Linked DNA regions of Mus musculus: all the other regions are linked to region 1. A link is a contact called in public Hi-C and promoter capture Hi-C data. All regions are on one chromosome and are shown on one strand. Each heading gives the region's core, a stretch centred on a gene start, on an enhancer-like site or on the middle of the called end of the contact. The rest is flanking DNA. Distances are from core to core; before and after follow the strand shown.

The links. Promoter capture Hi-C pulls out the DNA fragments that hold promoters and counts their contacts. A called contact is a pair of places that touch in the nucleus more often than the background predicts. Capture Hi-C pulls out chosen DNA fragments and counts their contacts.
Region 2: a contact with region 1 is called in a Hi-C map of B cells, with 8 read pairs. The contact joins the promoter of Rsl1 here to the promoter of Zfp369 in region 1.
Region 3: a promoter capture Hi-C map of pre-B cells shows a contact between it and region 1, with 9 times the contacts expected there. The contact joins the promoter of Habp4 here to the promoter of Zfp369 in region 1. A contact is called at or near these places in 8 of 39 promoter capture datasets (the C10 cell line, embryonic stem cells, hippocampal neurons and 3 more), 1 of 484 Hi-C or Micro-C datasets (CD4 T cells), 8 of 115 datasets of contacts at active chromatin or transcription factors (astrocytes, bone marrow-derived dendritic cells, embryonic stem cells and 5 more) and 2 of 9 other capture datasets (adipose tissue and liver).
Region 4: a promoter capture Hi-C map of liver shows a contact between it and region 1, with 4 times the contacts expected there. The contact joins the promoter of Zfp708 here to the promoter of Zfp369 in region 1. A contact is called at or near these places in 1 of 484 Hi-C or Micro-C datasets (uterus), 1 of 115 datasets of contacts at active chromatin or transcription factors (pancreatic cancer cells) and 1 of 9 other capture datasets (liver).
Region 5: a contact with region 1 is called in a promoter capture Hi-C map of pre-B cells, with 6 times the contacts expected there. The contact joins the promoter of Ercc6l2 here to the promoter of Zfp369 in region 1. A contact is called at or near these places in 3 of 39 promoter capture datasets (hippocampal neurons, liver and pre-B cells) and 1 of 115 datasets of contacts at active chromatin or transcription factors (microglia).
Region 6: a contact with region 1 is called in a promoter capture Hi-C map of pre-B cells, with 4 times the contacts expected there. The contact joins the promoter of Zfp712 here to the promoter of Zfp369 in region 1. A contact is called at or near these places in 5 of 39 promoter capture datasets (cranial neural crest, hematopoietic stem and progenitor cells, hippocampal neurons and 2 more), 3 of 115 datasets of contacts at active chromatin or transcription factors (astrocytes, pro-B cells and thymic regulatory T cells) and 1 of 9 other capture datasets (liver).
Region 7: a promoter capture Hi-C map of liver shows a contact between it and region 1, with 7 times the contacts expected there. The contact joins the promoter of Zfp455 here to the promoter of Zfp369 in region 1. A contact is called at or near these places in 3 of 39 promoter capture datasets (hippocampal neurons and liver).

The regions. Positions count from the first base shown.
Region 1 is chr13:65,277,574-65,280,273 of GRCm38.p6, forward strand. It overlaps Zfp369 (zinc finger protein 369), which reads left to right and starts at 1,281. Exons shown (of 8, transcript NM_178364.5): 1 at 1,281-1,414; 2 at 1,688-1,767; 3 at 2,689-2,700. The coding sequence starts at 1,399.
Region 2 is chr13:67,171,890-67,174,589 of GRCm38.p6, forward strand. It overlaps Rsl1 (regulator of sex limited protein 1), which reads left to right and starts at 1,293. Exons shown (of 4, transcript NM_001013769.1): 1 at 1,293-1,364. The coding sequence starts at 1,329.
Region 3 is chr13:64,160,559-64,163,258 of GRCm38.p6, forward strand. Habp4 (hyaluronic acid binding protein 4) reads left to right here and starts at 1,308. Exons shown (of 8, transcript NM_019986.3): 1 at 1,308-1,776. The coding sequence starts at 1,428.
Region 4 is chr13:67,080,155-67,082,854 of GRCm38.p6, forward strand. It overlaps Zfp708 (zinc finger protein 708), which reads right to left and starts at 1,391. Exons shown (of 4, transcript NM_001012448.2): 1 at 1,296-1,391. The coding sequence starts at 1,301.
Region 5 is chr13:63,813,818-63,816,517 of GRCm38.p6, forward strand. It overlaps Ercc6l2 (excision repair cross-complementing rodent repair deficiency, complementation group 6 like 2), which reads left to right and starts at 1,423. Exons shown (of 19, transcript NM_001013608.3): 1 at 1,423-1,700. The coding sequence starts at 1,658.
Region 6 is chr13:67,059,747-67,062,446 of GRCm38.p6, forward strand. It overlaps Zfp712 (zinc finger protein 712), which reads right to left and starts at 1,424. Exons shown (of 4, transcript NM_001166218.1): 1 at 1,317-1,424. The coding sequence starts at 1,322.
Region 7 is chr13:67,193,103-67,195,802 of GRCm38.p6, forward strand. Zfp455 (zinc finger protein 455) reads left to right here and starts at 1,404. Exons shown (of 4, transcript NM_001048204.1): 1 at 1,404-1,492. The coding sequence starts at 1,487.

The DNA.
Region 1 (2,700 bases), core at 31-2,530:
ACATCTCTGATCCTCCGTGTCCCTTTGTAACTGGTCTTTGCTACTTTGTCGGTTCTCTTTTTCCTCCCATTATTATCCTTACCCCCCTTTCTACCCCCTAACACTAGACAGGAAAGGAACAAGAGTAGAGGGGAGAGAGTGATTAGGAAGATCCCCGAATCTGATTTCTTTTCTCTTGCTTCTCCTTTGGCCTCAGCTACTAACAAACTACAACCAACCTCCTCCCTATACAACCAACAACTGGCCCACCCCAGCCCCCAGCCTATCGGGCTCTAACATTTATATACCCTCTGAAAAGTTCCCAGAGTTCCAAATATAACACAATTACCAAAACTCTGCTGCAGACAGAACCGCGATTCTGCTAGAGCACAAGGCAAATAAATCATGGTCAGTTGCTTCAGGCAGTCGGAAGCAGCCCTACGTCCCTATACCCGGAATCAAAATAAAAGCACCTTCTTATAATATTTGGTTTTTTTTTTTTTCAAGAAACCAAAATTCTAGAATTTTCACTACATCCCTTCCTCTGCTGGGGAAAACTGGAGAGGACATTTAGTGTAGCCTACCATATCCTTCAAGTCCACCAGGTCTCCACACTTACCACCTAAACGTTGTAAGACCATACAACCCTGCCTAAACCATACAACCCTGCTCACTCTACAGATCTGGACGCAAACGCCTGTCCTCTCATAGAAACGAGTAAAATTTTAATTCCAATGCCTAATGGCTTTCTGTTTCTACGGTTTAGTCCTTTCTTCCTCTCCCTTTAAGGACACCGCTGAAACTACAGCACGATTGCATTCTTTTCTCCTTCCCCTAAGGAAACTCGGTTAAATGACTTTGTCTTCTCTTGCCTTCGACCCACAGCCAGTCCCCATCCGGGTCCCTCCCCTCTACACTAGTCGAGCTGTGTATTCTGTGTGTCCCCTCCTTCCGCCCTCCTTCCGCCCTCCTTACTCTGCTACAAGGCGAGCATCCCCCAGCCGATCTAACACCAGCACTTCTTCCGGTTTGTCCAAGTTCATTTGCTCCTGTTAGTGGGTTCGACTCCCTCCTAGTCTCGGTCTCTGTCCACGGAGATGCTTAGCATCTTAGTAGCCTCCTTCAAAGGCTTCATCCTAGTTCTTTAGCAGCCAGTAGCAGACGCTTACGGACTTCGGCTTAGCCTGCCAACAGGAAGGACGCCAACAGATTGCCGCCGCTCGACGTCCGCGGGGGCGCCTGGGAGTTGTAGTCCGGACCAGCGAGCCGACTCAGGGGCTAGACCGACAGGCAAGAGCCATTGTGTTTATCGCAAGCACTCGTAACGCTGCGTGAAAGCCCGTCGGGGACAACTCCTATCTTCTGTTTCATTTGCAGCCTCCGGAGTCCAGTGTCGGCTTCGTTAGTGGCTCCACTTCTATGGACCCCGGAGAAGGTGTGTAGTCGTGGGTCCGGATCCTGAGGAGGCATCCCGTTCTAGATGGGGAACACGGTTTAAGAAAACCGACCGCATTCTGGATTGGAGGACATCAACCATCCCCTCTCGGTTAGAGGGGAACCTGTTTTGTAAGCTTATGGGAGTCGGGGAGAGGACTCACTGGGCACTTGGCAATTTTGGGGCGGACTGGTTATGTCCTGCAGAGGTCGGAATATGGGCAGAAGTGGGGGAGCCACTGGGCACATTCCTTAGTGCCTCTTCCACCTTCAGGACGATCAGCATTCTGCCTCCTACCGCTAGAGAACACTGAGGACAGTATGGCTTCCACGCTTCCAACAACCTGGCCCCATGTGAGTAAAGGCTTCTTTTCAGCTTTTGTGACGGCTCAGGGGCCGGCTAGTGGTGAGATGTTTGCTCTCAAATACCCTAGAGTTACGGGAGGAGTTGAAGGACTGCCCAAGAGGGGGGTTAGAATAGAAGAAACAAACAAACCGATTTCTGAACTGGAACTGGCAAGCCAGATTGAGGCAAGCCAGATTGAAGCTTTTCAATTCAAAAACAAAAAATGTTTCTATTACATTTATTTTGTGTGTGGGTATGCACATGTGTGCTATTGCCTGCTTGTGGGCACCTTTCCGGATTGCTACCCTTCTTTCAACATGAGTCCTGGAGATCAATCAAACTCAGGCTTGGTAGCCTTTACCCACTGAGCCATCTCACCAGTCCTTTTCAACTTTTTTTTTTTTTTTTTTTAAAGCTGGGGATCTGGCCAGGCTTTGGTGGCACAAGCCTTTAATCCCAGCACTTGGGAGGCAGAGGCAGGCCCGATTTCTGAGTTTGAGGCCAGCCTGGTCTACAGAGTGAGTTCCAGGACAGCCAGGGCTATACAGAGAAACCCTATCTCGACAGAACAACAACAACAACAACAAAAGCTGGGGATCTGGTTGAGAGAAACTGACAGGTGTTAGAAGATAAGAGGCTCATGTTTAGTTTTCAGCAGCTACTTTAAAGAAGTGATAATTCAAAAACAAGAAAAGAGGTATAGATGGGAGCCAACAGTCCTATCCCCTGGTTAGTGAGAAATGAACAGGTTTTCATAGACCACAGTCTCACTTGTCCCCTGATTAGTGTCAGACCGATTTGCTCAAGGATTCAGACAAAGGAACATGAGATAAGTAAAATGTAGCTGGGTCATCTTGCTCAGCCTTTCTATTTTTCTGACACCATGGAAGAGGAAAACCTGCGGCTGAACTGCATCTTATGGCTTTTAGGAATCTGTGAAG
Region 2 (2,700 bases), core at 43-2,542, 1.9 Mb after region 1:
CTTGGTATGCTCACCCTATATATTTCGATGGATAAGTAAAATACATTGATTGAACTCTTAAGTCTATGCTTATGTAGTCTTAGAGGCTACTTTGGGTCTGTGTTCCACAGTGGAGTAGACTCCACTGCAGCTGATTTTTTAGTACCTGCCTTTAGTTCACAGGATCTAAGGAATGGACAAGGCTTTGACTCCATGTGATCCCCTGGCTGTTTTGTTAGCAGCCCCATGTACACTGATTTCTGAGGGCTCTCAGAAGGAAATCCTAGTTGCAGGCTACTCAACTATTGTGGTGAGGGTGTATACCACTTTAAAATGTTTGTGCTCTGTACACTCTTGTTTCTACAGTACAACTCAAAGCCTTGTGCATTTATGTCTCACCTGCATACAACAAGTAGGGGAAATGACTGGATGTGTGACCTGCTTTTATTACAGACACCTTTCTACCAACAGATCAACAGTAGTAGTCTCTGTTGGACATAGGTAGCCTGTTAGCTGGTTTTAATCAATGCCTCCATGGGCTTCTTGTTGATCTTCTTTCCAATGTCTGAGAGTCCGGGGCATTAACTCAGGACAAGAGATTTAGAGGAATGTTAGATACACACATGCTTGGGTGTGGCATGGGGATGTCAAATTTTATCTTCAGAGTCAACCTCCTTGGCCTGCTCAAACAGCATGTGTTTCTGTATGTGTAATATTAGCAATGCCCTGGAGGAATTGTTTCTATATATTCAAAAAGTAGAAACACAAACAACAGTATACAAGTTTGTTGGGGCAGACACCAAGCCAGCTTTGTATCCCAAGTCCATTTGTCAAAAGCCACTGAGGAGCTAGGAGCATAGTCAGGAACGCCAAGGCTGGTTTCAAACATTTTATAAAGTTAGTTTTCCTTGCCACGTTGGTTAGTGTATTGCTTTGTTTATTTAACGAACAACTAAGTCAACGTGCCCCCCGTCCCGTCCCCCCCCCCCCGGCCAGGAAGTAGTAATATTAAAATTACTACTAGAAATGACTTGTAAGCCAAAAGTTTCTGTCAAAGGCTTGACTCAAATCCATACATCTCCGATGTGGTTCTGGGGTCGAAAACCAATCTCATTACCCACAGCTTTTCTGCAGATAAGGCTTCCTCCTTGCACCTTCAACTGTGTGTTCCCATCCACAAAACTCTCCAAACAGTAGACTTCACCCACCCTGGGTTCTGGGATTTCCTTCGCACAGACTTCTGGGAGATGTAGTCCGCACCACTGTGACCACTGGGAGCCTTCCAGGAAATCCCCTTCTGAGTTCAGGTCTGTACTCGTGCGTCTTTCTTAAGGTTGGGCGGAAATCGTATGCGGCTATCTATTCCAGTTGTCTCTGACAAGAAGGTTGGTCCAGGCAGCAGCGTAGCCTGGGGCTCTGTGCGGGATCTGTGTCAAGGAGGTTGGTTCAGGAAGCAGCATAGCCTGGGGTTCAGTGCCGGGAGCTGGGCTCTGTCTTGGAGGGAGCGCTTGAGGACTGGGTGGGAGGGCGGAAGCAGCTGCCAGGACTGGCTGTGCTGAACTGGCTGGGGCCACTGAGGCTGCAGTTTTGGAGTGAGGGGACTGGCCTTTTGGGATTGTGTCCTGAGTGAAGGTTTCCTTTAGAACACCGAGAGCAGCCCGAGTCTGCCTTGGTTCTCTGGTACACTGGAGCAGCTTGGTAGTGGAGGACTAGATTGCAAACTAATGGTGATGAGCTGACTACCTGCTCCTGAGAGAGTGCCAGAGCTCACAGACCTGCATTGCTGGAAGCGCGCGTCCCTGGCTGCCCCCATCTCACCTGGATGCTGCCAGAGTCCTTTGTGTCTTTAGAGTAAAAGGGTTTCTGGTCCCCGTGTACTCTGTAGCCAGCTTATAGCAATGGCCTTGAGGTCTGACTGTGTTCATTTTTCGCTGCCAGTAAAGAATTAAGAGAGGAAAAATCCGAGTTACAACAGCTGTCGTGTTGGGGAATTCTGGGACATAGCCAACATATCTGTCTGAATGCACGGAAAATCTTGGACTAGGGTTGAAGAAACACATGCAGTGGACACACAGGCAGGAATGTCTACAAGGCAGAGTGGGATCAAAAGGAGCTCACACCATGTTTCACCTTGAGGGCTGTGTTTACTAAACTTGACAGGACCTCCATCCCTACTTTACAGTTGAGAATTTTTAAAAAAATATTTATTTATTTATTATATGTAAGTACACTGTAGCTGTCTTCAGACACTCCAGAAGAGGGTATCAGATTTCATTACAGATGGTTGTGAGCCACCATGTGGTTGCTGGGATTTGAACTCAGGGCCTTTGGAAGAGCAGTCGGTGCTCTTAACAGCTGAGCCATTTCACCAGCCCCGAGAATTTTTTAAAAAGAGAGTGTCCGCTTGGCCCCAAATGGTTCCGGTCAACATGACATTATCAGGGCTTGGACTTGTTGAGGAAGTTTATGGACATTGTGTATATTTCTGCCATTGTTTCTGTTATCTTGTAACTTTGCTTCCCATGGTAATATGAGGTATAAAAGGGCGGTGAAAAATAAACTCGAGGCTGCTGTGGTATTGACCAGCAATCCTCCCAAGTCTATTTCTTGGCTCTGCATCTTTTCTGCCTCTCCTGTCTTTAATCCTCACTCCATACTCAGAGACTCTTTGACTCTTGACCCAACCTAGGAGTTGCTGCTTCGTGATCTGTGTTGTATGTA
Region 3 (2,700 bases), core at 58-2,557, 1.1 Mb before region 1:
TAAGCTTTCTTCACACAATGGTCCAAGGTTCACCTGTTTTGTAGTGTGTGCTAACACTTGTTCTTTTTCTGCCCTCCCCCCACCCCATCCTAGCTTCTGTTGTAGCACATCTTATTCATCCATCACCCAGTTAATGGGCATTTGGACTGCTTCTTCCTCCCGGCTATTGTGAATAGCACCTCTGAGAATAATACGAGTTTTCATCTGAATACCTATTTCCAATTTTGGCTAGAAAAATACAGGCTCTAATCTTTAATTCAAAGAAAGAAGTGGCCACCTATCTTAAAATCTCTAGCCATCTGACAATTTACTGAGAACCCCTGAGGTCCCTGAATGGCAAGCCCAGGAAATTACAATTTGAGACAAAAATCACTTTTGATTTCTTTGCACAGAGAAGTTGGACAACAGTAAAACTCAGACCTTTTTTAACACCTGTATTTAATTATTCCTTTCACATGTTCTATGAAGTAAAACATATGTTCTATGAAGTAAAACTGCTTGTGATAGGGAGGGAACCAGCAGGCAGGGATGGCATCATGGAGAAGGGCAATGTGGAGACAGTTTTGAACAAAGTGTAATGACATAAACATGTATATATACACACACATATAAACACACAAACATACCATAAGAACCATTACTTTGAATGCTAACTTACAAAATTAATTTTCAGGAGAGTGATGGCTCAGAGAGCAAAGGCACTCGCCAGCAAGCATGACATCTAATTTGGAGTTTCATTCCCCAGAAGCCAGGCCTTAACTGAATGTCTCAAAAGAAAAACAACCGCTATCTAAACCTCACCCTGTCCGCTCCCGCACTCATCACAACATCACAGTGGGTCTGGGGTTGTTTCTTTGCACTTGAATGGGTTGTTTTGGTCTCTTGTTCCTGTCACACCTCTTGAAACGCAAGTCTCTCCAGGCTTCTTGAATGGGTCAGCACCCAGCTGAGGACGCTGCCTCTCCTCTAGGCACTTTCCCTCAGTTTACAGCTCTCCCCCAGACACGCAAGCCCTTAAAGGCTCTTGACTAGGTCATTTTGGTGAAGTGTGGCGGTGTGCAACCAGGCTCCCCACTGGCGCACACCGGCGAGAGAAGGCTTGCAGCCTCCCTGAGTTTCTGGTGGTAGCTCCGCCCAAGCCCCATACCACCACGCCCACAGGCTATAGAGTGGGAGGGGATAAAGTGGGGCGTGACGTCACAGACACCGGTCTCCCATTGGGTCTTCGTGCGCCCCGGGGCCGAAGGGCGTGTCCACCAGCGCTCATTGGCTGGGGCGCGCAGGCCGGGAGGAGCCGACCGCGGGGCCGAGAGTGCGGCGGCGGCGGCGGCGGCGGCGGCAGCAGCAGCAGCAGCATGGGTCCTCGCCCGCGGCTTCGCTGAACCTCACTGGCCTGGGCTGCCCGCGGCGCCCGCAGCGGCGGCGTCATGAAGGGGGCCCTGGGGAGCCCTGTAGCCGCCGCGGGCGCCGCGATGCAGGAGACGTTCGGCTGCGTCGTGGCCAACCGCTTCCATCAGCTGCTGGACGACGAGTCGGACCCGTTCGACATCCTGCGGGAGGCCGAGCACCGGCGCCAGCAGCAGCTGCAGCGCAAGCGTCGCGATGAGGCGGCGGCGGCGGCCAGCGGGGCCGGGCACCGTGGCGGCAGGAGCCCGGCTGTGGCCTCAGGACACAGGCCTGGCGCAGGCGGCCGCAGGGAGTCGCAGAAGGAGCGCAAGAGCCTCGCGGCGTCCGGCGCACAGCAGCCAGACAGCCCTGGGGGCCCGCAGCCGCCAGGTACGCCGTGGGCACCGAGGTCACCCCTGCAGCCGCTAGCTCCAGTCGCGGGGACCGATCCCGGACGCGTGGGCGGATCAGAGCTGGGAGTCCTTATGGGCGCAGGACCCGGGGTCATCCTTTCAGGGGCCACCCTTGAAGATAATAATCCTCTCGGGGTCACGTTTCCAGGGATCACTCTAGGGAGCCACTTTTGAGGGATCATGACCCTCCAGGGCCATCCTCCTGGGTGGTCATTTTCCCTGGTCACCCTATCTCAGTGGAAGGGTCAGGGTTTCACTCTCGGTGGGCTCATCCCAGATGGGGGACAGTGAGCAGAGCCGTGAATCTTGGTGGACAGAGGGCCTTTGGTCATTCTCCCTGGGTCCCAATCCACGAGGGGTTGGGAATCACCCTCTCTCCGGGGCTGGGGGTCGTCCCTATCCATCCGTTACGGGTGGGCCGAGCTGGAGGTTCTTGATGGGCAAAAAGGCATAGTATGACTCTTCCGGGGTCACCCTCCTGACATTCCTGGTTTCGTGGAGGAGCTGGGACTGACAGCCTGAGAGTTGCGCAGCTGGGATTCTCACATCTGCAGCTGGCTGCATCCTTCATCTTCCCTCCCGGCCTCTGCGGGACTCAGCTCTGTAGGCGATGCACTGCTGAAACCTTCAGGGATCCCAGATTCTGGGCCTCGAAATCCTGGGAGGCCTGGGTACCCTTACGTGTGGGAGCCCCCGGAAGGCAGACTTGAGCCCAGGGTGAGTTGGGGTGGGCTTGAGGTTCCGGCTCCTCTGCGCCTTAGCTCTTTTCTCCATCCTCATATGGTAGCCTCTAGGTGTTAGCTGACATCGATTGCAGGTGGAACAAATAGTGTATGTGGGACTTGTTATTTGTGATTGATTGAATACTGTTTTTTCTAGAAGCGGCTTTAGCCTTTGCAAG
Region 4 (2,700 bases), core at 141-2,640, 1.8 Mb after region 1:
ATAGATCTGTTTAAGAAATATATTAAGTAAAAGTGTAGATAGACAGACAGATAGATAGATAGATATCAAACATCTATGTGTTGTGACCTATAATATAATTGTGCTTATTGCTGTATCACCTCTACATTGTAGGAAACGAGATTTAAGGTACAAGAAAATGTACTTTTCACACCTTAAACAGTGTAAAACGGCACATTCTTAGTTTCCTGCAGATTAGTGACATTAATTAGAAAATGTCCATATTTTAATGATTGTTAGATGATACATAGAAAGTATTGGTATTGATGTAGTTTAAAGCCCATGCTTCTCAGGTATAGATTTTAATGCTGTAAGTCAGTCTCCAGCACACAAATCAATTTGACTGAAGTGTGGCAAAAACAGTACAAATGTCAGGATGAGCAGCGGCTGTATACAAAGGGCAGGGTGAGCATTGGCTGTATACAATCACAGGACCCTGAGTGAGCCACAGCTCTTCAACTTCACTCTCAATCTTTCCACACAACACCAAATTTCTGACATCGCAGTCTCCGGTGCAATTGTATGTGGTAATAATCTCTAGTATTTTCCACTCTGCAGTGTTGTAGGATCAGTGATAGCTGGGACAAAGTTCAGAGTGCCCCCTCGATGAGATTTTTTTTTTTTTCCTCATACAGGTGTGTGAATGTGAGGGTTCTGTCACAGTGGGTAAAGGAGTGATTCCTATCCAAAGTGAGCCGCCCTGAAAACTAACAATTTATCACAAAGAAAACGGGACGAACATCCCATACACCAAACTCCCCCGCAGAACTCACTGTCCTGGAAACTATGAGCCACACGAACTCAAAATCAGAGTCCTGGGCCTCTCATTGAATACGGGAGGGCCCAGAAAAACCCACTTGCTCTAGATTTCCTGAGGGATCTGACAACAGCAATGTGAAAACTAGTTAACAGCAAGCTTCCCCAGCCAAGGTGGGGTATGAGCTCTCATCACAGCCTGCCTCTGGCACGGTCAGCCAAGCCACCCTGCTCTACCAACCCTAGACTTTCCAGTCTCCATTCTCGCAGTAGCAGGCCACCTCTCAGGTCCCTGAAACACATGATTGACTCTGTCAGCCGCTCTGTCCTAACAGAGCAATCACTCCTTGCACCGTGCGTGCGCCCCACCCCTGCACTCTGGCCAAGCCTAGGTCCGCACTGCAGGACCACGTGGGCTTCTCTCCGCCTCCCGCCCAGCCCTCCCCGGCTCCCTGCACCCCGGGCCCGCCCACCCGTATAGTTCATGAGGCCTGCAAGGCTAGGCTGCAGCCGGGACCAACCTCCATGTCGAGCGCGGAGCGCAAGCCACACTGTTCCAACTTTGAGAAAGCCGCAGAGTTTGGAGAAACACAAAAGCAAAATGAACCGGAAGCACAGAGGAGTAGAGTCCGGTCTAGCGGAGTCATGCTAAGAGAGACTACATTTCCCAGAAGTCTACGCGAAGGACTGCCCTGAACCAAAGTCAGGGAGAACTATTTATAGCCTGTCACTGGATTAGGCTGCTTTTTAAGTCTCAAATTTACAAAGGTCTTGTGGGAATATAAATCCAGCCTTTGACGGCAACTTGTATTAGGTTTACTTCTTACTCTGATCAAAGACGTTACCTAAAAAGCTCTGGGGTTCCTAGAGTCTTTTGGCAGGAGGAAAACTCATTGACTCAATTATACTAGATTTAAAATAAAAACCATCAGCAGCTCCTGCCTCCGGGTTCCTGCCCTCTTTGAATTCCAGCCTTGGCTTCTTCCAATGGACAGCAATCCAGGTTATGTAAACCAAATAAACTCTTTTCTCCTGTGATTTCTATTCTTGGTACTTGACTACATCTAGAATTAGATGGAATCCAGAAGAAATACAAGGGACACCTTTGAGGGATTTTTGTTTGTTTGAAGTGGGTGGATCCACTTCTAGTCATGACTTGTGAGGTAGATGTTGTGGGTTGCCCTGGTGCTGTTTGTATTCTGATGTTAATTCAGCTTCCTCAAGAGGGGTTGCCCCTGAGAGGAGTGGATCACATACTCAGGTGATTTCCTGTGAACCTTCTCCCCATTCTAACTGGTCAAATAAAGACTAGAGCCTGTGATTGGGCAGTGGAAGGGAAAGGTGGGGCTAGAGGTTTTAGGAAGTGAGGGAAGAGTAGGGAGCGAGGGAGGAAGAAGACTGAGGAAGAGAAGATAAGAGGAAGATGGAGCAGAACCACAAGGCCCTGAGAGGCAGCAAATAATGTGGGATCTCACAGCTGGGGAATAGAGTAGTGTAGTGATAAATCTGCTCAGTCTAAGCGTGCAGCTTGTAAATAATGTAACTGAGTTGTGTGGTTTTTGCATAGACTTATTGGGGTATCAGGGTTGGGGAATTACTGCAACAGGTGGAAATACATGCCTTTAATTCCAATCCTGAGGTGGGAAGATAACAATTTTAATCTGGACCACACCTTCTGCTGGAAGTCTATATAACAGCAATTTTCTCTTTTTTCTCTTCCTTCCTTCCTTTTTTTTTTTTTTTTTTTTTTCTTTTCCGAGACTGGGTTTCTCTGTGTAGCCCTGGCTGTCCTGGAACTCATTTTGTAGACCAGGCTGGCTTCTAACTCAGAAATCTGCCTGCCTCTGCCTCCCGAGTGTTGGGATTAAAGTCATGTGCCACCGCGCCCTGCTATAAAGCAATTTTCAACATGCAAGTTATGACCCC
Region 5 (2,700 bases), core at 173-2,672, 1.5 Mb before region 1:
CAAAAGCTACCCTAAGGGCAGGATGCTTAACCTTTAAGACATGTTCATGTTATGACTGTTCCCATTTCATTAAACAGGACAATCATGGCAATGCAGTTACATAAGAGACACTCAAAGGTGAGGAGTCGTCTTGTTAGCTAGAAGGATATTCCTTTAACAAGGTGATTTCTTTCATTTCAATGTTTATTTTGGATTTATCAAATCACTTGTAGTTTCAGTAAGGCCTTACATCTTAAACCAACAGGCAAAGGCCAGCCTGGTCTACAGAATGAGTTCTAGGATAGCTAGGGCTACGCAGTGAGAAGGCCTGTCTCAAAATCCCTGCCTCCCCCCAAAATTTATTTAACTCTTTATTTTTTGCAGTTACTCCCCTTTATTCAGGCTGTTGTTACTAGCTAAATCAATATTCCTAAATGTTTCTCTTTATAAAGCTTTTCCTATTGCTTTGCAAACAAGTGACACTCTTAATATAGCACTCCTTTGAAAATAGTCTACTAGTCTTAGTAGTATCTGCAAAGAATGGAGATCTCTTTGTTGAATAGGCATATAGTATATACAAATAAGATCCTCCAGTAGGCAGGATAATGATCCCCAAGAGGAATTTGTGTCTCTAAATCCAGGAACCCATACATGTTATCTTACATGTCAAGGGGCCTTTTCTGATGTAGTTATGAGTGTACACCTGAAAATAAGATTATTCTGGTGAGCTCAAAACAAACAAACAAACAAACAAACAAACCCCCCCAAAACCCAAACCCATTGTGGAAGGCTCAGGAAATGCACTATCCTTGGCTTTGAAGAAAGAGGTCAAGCCAAGGAGTGGAGATTCTTCCACTTTCTAGGAAGGAATGCAATTTCTCTGACTTCTGGATTTTTAGCTCTACGAGACCCGTACACAGGCACAGTGGCCTAAAAAAAAAAAAAATCACAAGAATTCGACATGAAGAATACATTTGGCTTCACGAGCTTGTTCAGGAGATGTTGGGACAGGCAAAATCCATTCAGCTCGTGCGCAGAACGCTGTGCTGGAGGCAGCAGGCTGCGTGGTGTGTGCTTCTCTCTCAGGGCGAGGCACAGTCGCTGCTCTTCTCAGATGGCGAAGAAAACCGAACCCCAGGGGTTGCCTTGTTTGTGCACGAGTGAGTTACGATAAAGTAGGCAAACCCAAGAAAACGCCCTCTTAAGGCTCGCCTCCTGAAGCTCCTAGACGACAAGGCCACCACAGTGTCAATGGTCTGTGCAGGGCTCACACTGTCTTTTTCCGCCCTGGGAGGATGTCACACACCTCAGGTCGTGGACTCCCTCAGCGAAGAGGGTCGAGGTCGCCGACTAATGCCAAATCTCGCGATATTTGGGACGTTCGCGAACTGCGCGAGGCTGACCTCGTCTGGAAGGGAAGCCGCTTCCGCCCGCTGAAAGGCTAGTCCATCTTCTCGCGATATCTGGAGGGAGGCGAGCGATGGAGCGCAGAGGCGCTCGTTCTCGCGGGATTTACGGGCTCTGGCGAGCGTTGGCTGGTCGCTGAGGTGACGCCGCCGCGTCAGGCCCCACATAGCGCCCCCCGCTCCGGGCGGGCGATGCCCGGCAGCCGGCCCACGTGCCGTGCTCTCCTCGCCGCCGAGAGCGGCGGGGCTGCCGGGTGCCTGCCCCTAGCCCGATGGACATCTCCGCCCCGCAGTCCCGCGCAGACTCCCGCAAAGGTATGAGCTCCGAGCTCGCGCCTCTGCGCAGGCACACGTCTTCAGGGCACTTCCGGAAGCGGCTCCCGCGTGCTTCCTGTGATTGACAGCTGCGGGTTTCGAACTCTTGCCCCGCGGGAAGTCCTCGGCTTTGCGACTCAGCCGCCTGGACGAAAGAATTTAGTGCTGTCCCTCACAGTTACTCGCCGAGCAGTGGGAACAGACTCCTCATCTGTAAAACGAGGACTATTGCTTCTTGTGACTATTAGATGAGATGAGATGCAAGTGACTCCACTTTTGACCCTTGGCGTTCAGTAAATGTCATTTTTGTCTTTGTATATGCCAGTTATTAGTCAATAGCAGGGATCTGTTAGGTAGATGATCAAAGGCCTATTTATTTAGTTTAGTTCACTTACATGGCGTATTGAAGCAGAATTTTGCCTCTAGTAGATCACCAAGAGCTTTTGAAAGTGCAGTTATCTCACAAGCCATCAGGGATGCAGACTTGCCCTCTAGCTTTTATTAATAAAATTGATTGATATAACAGATTACAAACTTTGTGTATATGTGTGCATCAGGCATGTGAAAGTCAGAGGATAGCTTGGGTGAGTCAGTTCTCCTTATGAATTCAGAGGCTGGAATCCAGGTCAGCAGTATTAGCAGCAAGTTGGCTTACAGATGGAGTCAACCTTCAAGCCCTGACAGAACAGATTTACAACTGAGTGTTCTGTGCCCAGGAATCATTGGGTAAATCTTGCTCTTCCTTTGAGGAAGATATCTCATGAAAGTAAGCAGGTGCTCAATGCTAATTTCAGGGTAAGCAACAAACCTTGAACTCGTAGGACTAAAAATTGGTCATGTCATAATTAAGGGCCCACAAATAGAAATGCCTTTATGAATCTGACTGCTAAAGGCAAATGGTGGATCTTCTAAGTGACAGTGATGGGACTGCTATGTTTGTTCCTTGATGCTATTAGAAGATTTAGTCACTTTTGGTATTTTAGGGGGAAAATTGCTGATG
Region 6 (2,700 bases), core at 174-2,673, 1.8 Mb after region 1:
GTTTTGATCTTAACATTCTACTTTTATGCCTTCATCCCTATAATATGTCTTTCTTCTTAATATAAATTCTCTGGTTATGAGGCAACTTAAGAAATCCAACAGTTAATAAACAAACAACACTCAAACTCACTATAAATGGAACATGGCATGGTGTCTTGATCAATATTTAGCAAAGCATCCTTCACTGATATTTATAAATTAAAATAAATATATGAGCATCTCCAAATTTCTTTTCTACATCTCATATGTTGTTTATATACCCAGTGAAATTCTGCCATTTCCTAAGCAAATTAGTAATTAGATCCTGTCTTAACCAATAAGTTATGGCTTAATAGTCATCTGAAAGAATAGAGAAGGTTTAAGGGGCAAGTCACAAAGGAAAGAACAAAGTGACAGATGGCCATCTTCCTAGGGCACAGAGGAGTAAAGAGGAGGAGAAGTCAGGAGGAACGGAAGTTAACGTCACTATCAGCTACACAGAACACTTCAGGGCAGCCTGGACTACACAAGAAACTGACTCAAAATCCCAATACAAACACAAAAGGATGGCAATAGGAAGGGGGAAAAGGTAGCTATGGTTACCAGCATAACACACAAATAACGTCAGTCAAAACTTCAACAGGGAAAGGGGAGGGGTTCACAAGGCCCCACCCTTAGCTAAGGATCGGTTGGAATTCATGACCACTGAAAAAGAGATTCGTTTTGTTTGTTTGTTTGTTTGTTTATTTTGCTTGGAGGTGTGGCCAGTGAGCGTCCACGTTCTAGGGGATGTCCTGTGCGCCCTCCCTTCCCCGCCCCATACACACAGGTATGCACACTAGAGCAATACTAAGTGGACTCAGTGGGTTATAAAACAAAAACAAAACCACCAGGACAGGAAATTGGGAGTGGAGCATTTTGGGAGATACCTGGTACTGTTGAAGTAGGGGACAGTAGGGGTGGATTTGATCGGACTGCATTGTATATACATCTATTAAATTCCGGATAACAGAAGCCATCGAGACAGTGTCAGCTAAGGGCATGCTTCCACACCTCAGGCACAAGCTGACAGCAGATGCACCCTGCCAGGCACCCTTCTCCATTCCTAGGCTACCGAGCCAGCTCTCCTGCCCCAGAAGTGCAGGACAGAACAGGGCAACGGCACCTTAAAAGAGAGGCCACTCCCAGCTCCATCCCTCCTCCAGCGTTAACCAGCACCGGAATGGACAAGCCTAGGTCACCACAGTACCTCCCATTCAACTTCTTCCCGCCTCCCTCCAAGGCGGACCCGCCCACCCCGCAACGTCCCTCTGGCTGCGCTACATCCTGGGACCAACCTCCATGCCAGAGATGCTACCAGAGCGCGCACAGGACCCGACACTGGCCCAACTTTGGAGAAGACCGCCAGAGAGGGAGACACACACAGGCGCAGAAGAAACACGGAAGCGCCCTTCCCAGAGTCCCTGTTTGTGACGTCGCCGCGGACGAGACTACATTTCCCACAATTCTCTGCGAGCGAGTTTCACAAAGCCGTGGTAGGTGATTTGAAACGTTCCCAAGTTACTGTCAGGCTGTTTGCCAAAGAGAATGGGTAGAAACAAGCCACTTCTGAAGGTGGATAGCCACGGGGAGTCAGGGTACCGCGTTTAAATTTTCAAAATGAGTATGGGTTGAACCTTTGACAGCATTGTTTATTATGTGTACTGGATACTTTGGGTCCATATATTGTGATTTTAAAACTCAACCTGCTTCCTACAAAATGTTTCGTTTTTGTTTTTGTTTTGCTTTGCTTTGGTTTGGTTTGTTTTTCCAGACAGGGTTTCTCTGTATAGCTCTGGCTGTCCTGGAACTCACTCTACAAACCAGGCTGGCCTCTAACTCAGAAATCCTCCTGCCTCTGCCTCCCAAGTGCTGGGATTAAAGGTGTGCGCCACCACTGCCCAGCTGTGTTTGTTTGTTTGTTTTTGTTTTGTTTTTAAAAAAGATTTATTATTATATGTAAGTACACTGTAGCTGTCCTCAAACACACCAGAAGAGGGAGTCAGGTCTCATTATGGATGGTTGTAAGCCACCATGTGGTTGCTGGTATTTGAACTCAGGACCCTCGGAAGAGCAGCTAGTGCTCTTAACCTCTGAGCTATCTCACCCACCCCAAAATGTTTCACATCACAAGGCAAACATGGATTAAAAAAATGAGCTAATATTTTGAGAAGACAATTCTTAAAATGAGAAATGAAAACAGACAATGAACATGTGAAAAAGTGTTGGTCCAAATAACTGGAACTTCAAACTAAAGATGATTGTATAGAAGCAAGTGTGGTTTTACATGTTGAAAATCCCAGATGTTGGTTACTGGAGATAGGAATAGGAGTCCGAGGTCACCTATAGACATATAGAAAGTTTGAAACATGTTTGGTATACATGACTCCCCACTCAAAAACAAAACAGATTCAGAAAATGAGATCACAGAATGTATATGCTTTGAGTAAACTTGCATACTAAAGTGTTACATGTACCTTTTGCTACCCCACCTAAGCTCTGGGAACAGGCAGTGCTATCAGCCCCTCACCTAGAGAATACTGGATCTTTGGATAAAAAACACAGACACACAAAGCAGTTAATCTTAAAATGTCTTTGCTAACTCAATGACAGGGCATTGCTAAATCTCAAACTCAAACTGTTCTAGAATTCAATTGTGGGGCAATGGGCTATGCACAGAGA
Region 7 (2,700 bases), core at 154-2,653, 1.9 Mb after region 1:
GCCATGCTAAGAGAAATGCTTCACCATGTAACTGGTAGGGTGTATACTGTCCTTCCTAATATCTTGGTGGGATCACACTTCATAAAACATGCAGGTGACAGCTAAGTGGACTTGGAACCCCACCATAGCCTCATGTTAGAAACATAGCAACATCTAGAAAGGGGATGTCTGTGCTTTAGAACACACAGATGAAGTTTAGGTTGACACTGTTCTTTGACATCCAAATGATTCAGCAACCACAGACCCAATGCATATGATGATGTAGGGGTTAGGTTTTCACAGCACATTCCTCTCGAACTTATTCTTATCCTTCCCTGCCTGGTCACTATTCCTCCTTTTGGAAAAGGCAGGTTTCCACTGGTCCATGGTAGGTTGAAGGAGTAATCTTGTAAGCACTTTGAAATAAGCAATTGATTGAATTACAACATCAAGAGACTTTGGGCTTTGACTGTCTTGGGACTATTAAAGTCTATGGGCATGTTGAGAAGTGAATTGTCTTTCTTAGAAACAGATGAAAGTGAAACTCTCAGAGGCTTCCAGGTTACAGAGTATGGTGTTTTTTTTTAACGTATTTGATTGTCAAATTCCAATAAACTTATTTGATATTTCTGATTTGTTTTTGAAATAATCATTTCTCTGTCCTGATTTTGAGAAACTGAGGTTAGTTCAGGGCAGATGCTTTGACTTTCAAAATATTGTCACATAGGAACACTTGTAGATCAGAGCAGGGAAAGGAAATTGAGTAAGAAAGATCAGACCTCTGCAGAGAGAATTCTAACAATGGATAATGGGCCAGTGGCCAGTACACATACCAGTGTGACCTCAGGAGCTGTGTCCTCCCAAGTGTAATCTGAGCAGGGGAAGGAACAACAACATCAACAACGGGCAAACATACCCAGTGGCTTATGTGTACCTGTGTTTGTGAACAACCATTGGAGACCGTTAAAATTGTAGTACAGCTCCCACTAAAAAGGAATTTCTTAAATATATATTAACATTTTAAAGTTTTAACTTTGTTAAATGATCTATACTCTCAATGTGTCCCTGACCAACTAACCACAGTATATACATCCTAATATTTACACAAAACTGTTTTTCATGATGTGGAATCTGATCCATGTATGTCTCATGCAGAGTGTAATTGCAAAGGAACAAGTATTATTTATTTATTTGCAATACTGAGTATTATGACAGAGTCTACATTAGAGTCGAGCGCTTTAAAGTAGGCCAAGTACCTACCATAGTACCTACCATAGTATAATAGTAAAGAAAACAGAGAGAAGGCTACAAATCTAAGACCAGGGAAAGACCACATTCAGTTCCAGGAATAGCTTCGCAAAGACTTCTGGGATATGTAGTCCAAGCAACTGTGCCATCACGAGGAGCCATCCAGGCAATCCCACTTTAGCTTTCGTTTTGTACATTGTGCCTTCCTCAAAGTTTTTGCGAGAGTCCTGAACGGCTGTACACGCCTGTTGTCTCTGTCATGGAGGTTGGTTCATGAAACAGCACAGCCTGGGGCTTTGTGCAAGCATCGGGCTGGGAAAAGGCGGGGAGAGTGGGTGTGGGGAAGGTGGGGACTGAGCGGACCTGGGCTTGGAGGGAGAACGGAAGAAAAGAAGCTGTTGGGATTTGTTGTGCTGATCTGGCTGGGTCACGTGAGGTTGCAGTTCTGGACCAGGAATGGGGCGATTGGGATTGTGTCTGAGGTGAGGGTTTTCATAGGACACCGCAGGGTGTCTTGGACATAGGAACAGACTGGTAGCAGGGGTCAGGATTGCAAGCTAGTGATGGTGAGATGACTACTTGCACCTGAGGCAGTGCTGGGAACTCTTTGACAGCTTTGCTGGGAAGCATGCTCCCCTAGCTGCCCCATTCTCAGGTGGATGCTGTCAGATGCCCCAGTCAGTACCTTTAGAGCAAATGGGGTACCTGGCCCCACTATCCTCTGTACCTGGCCTCCTCCTACGGTCCTGATTATGTTCATTTTCCCTATCAGTTAAGGAATTAAGAGAGAATAAAAATCCAAGTCCCAACAGGTCATAGATGGGAAAATCTGGAACAGAGCAGAGAGATCTGCCAGGATGGGAGGTCACTGAGAGTCTTTGACTATAGGTGAGGAAACACATGTAGTGGATACACAGAGGGAAGTCAGCAAAGCAGGCAACCTGCCACCTGGTTTTACCTTGAGGGCTGGGTTTCCTTAAACCTTGGATAGGTTTCCTGTTCATAAAGTAGGGTTGAATAATTGTAAATAAGACACAATGTCTGCTTGGCACACTATGATTATGTCAACGTGCCTTGATCAGGCCTTGAACCTGAGAACGTTTATGAGCAGGGTATTAGTATCTGGTGAAAATCTCGCGTGGCCTTGTTTTAGGGGGCCAGGCTTTTGTGTCAGGTCAGCAGGGTAAGGAAGAGCTCACAGACCTGTGTGTATTCTTGTGACTTAAAGTAAACAGACCTGTGATAGAAAGACACTTGAGCCTACTGTGAGGCACATTCCTGTCATCTCTGTATTTGTGAGGGGGAGGGGCAGGACCCTCTGGTCAACCCCTGCTTGATAGCAAATTCAAGGCCAATGTAGGCTACCTCAGTCTGTGTCAGAAAACATTTAATCATGCTTGATGGACGTGAGAAATACTCTCTATGATTCATTCCATGTCTTCCAGTGAGAGCCGTGGAAAACCCCTGCAATCA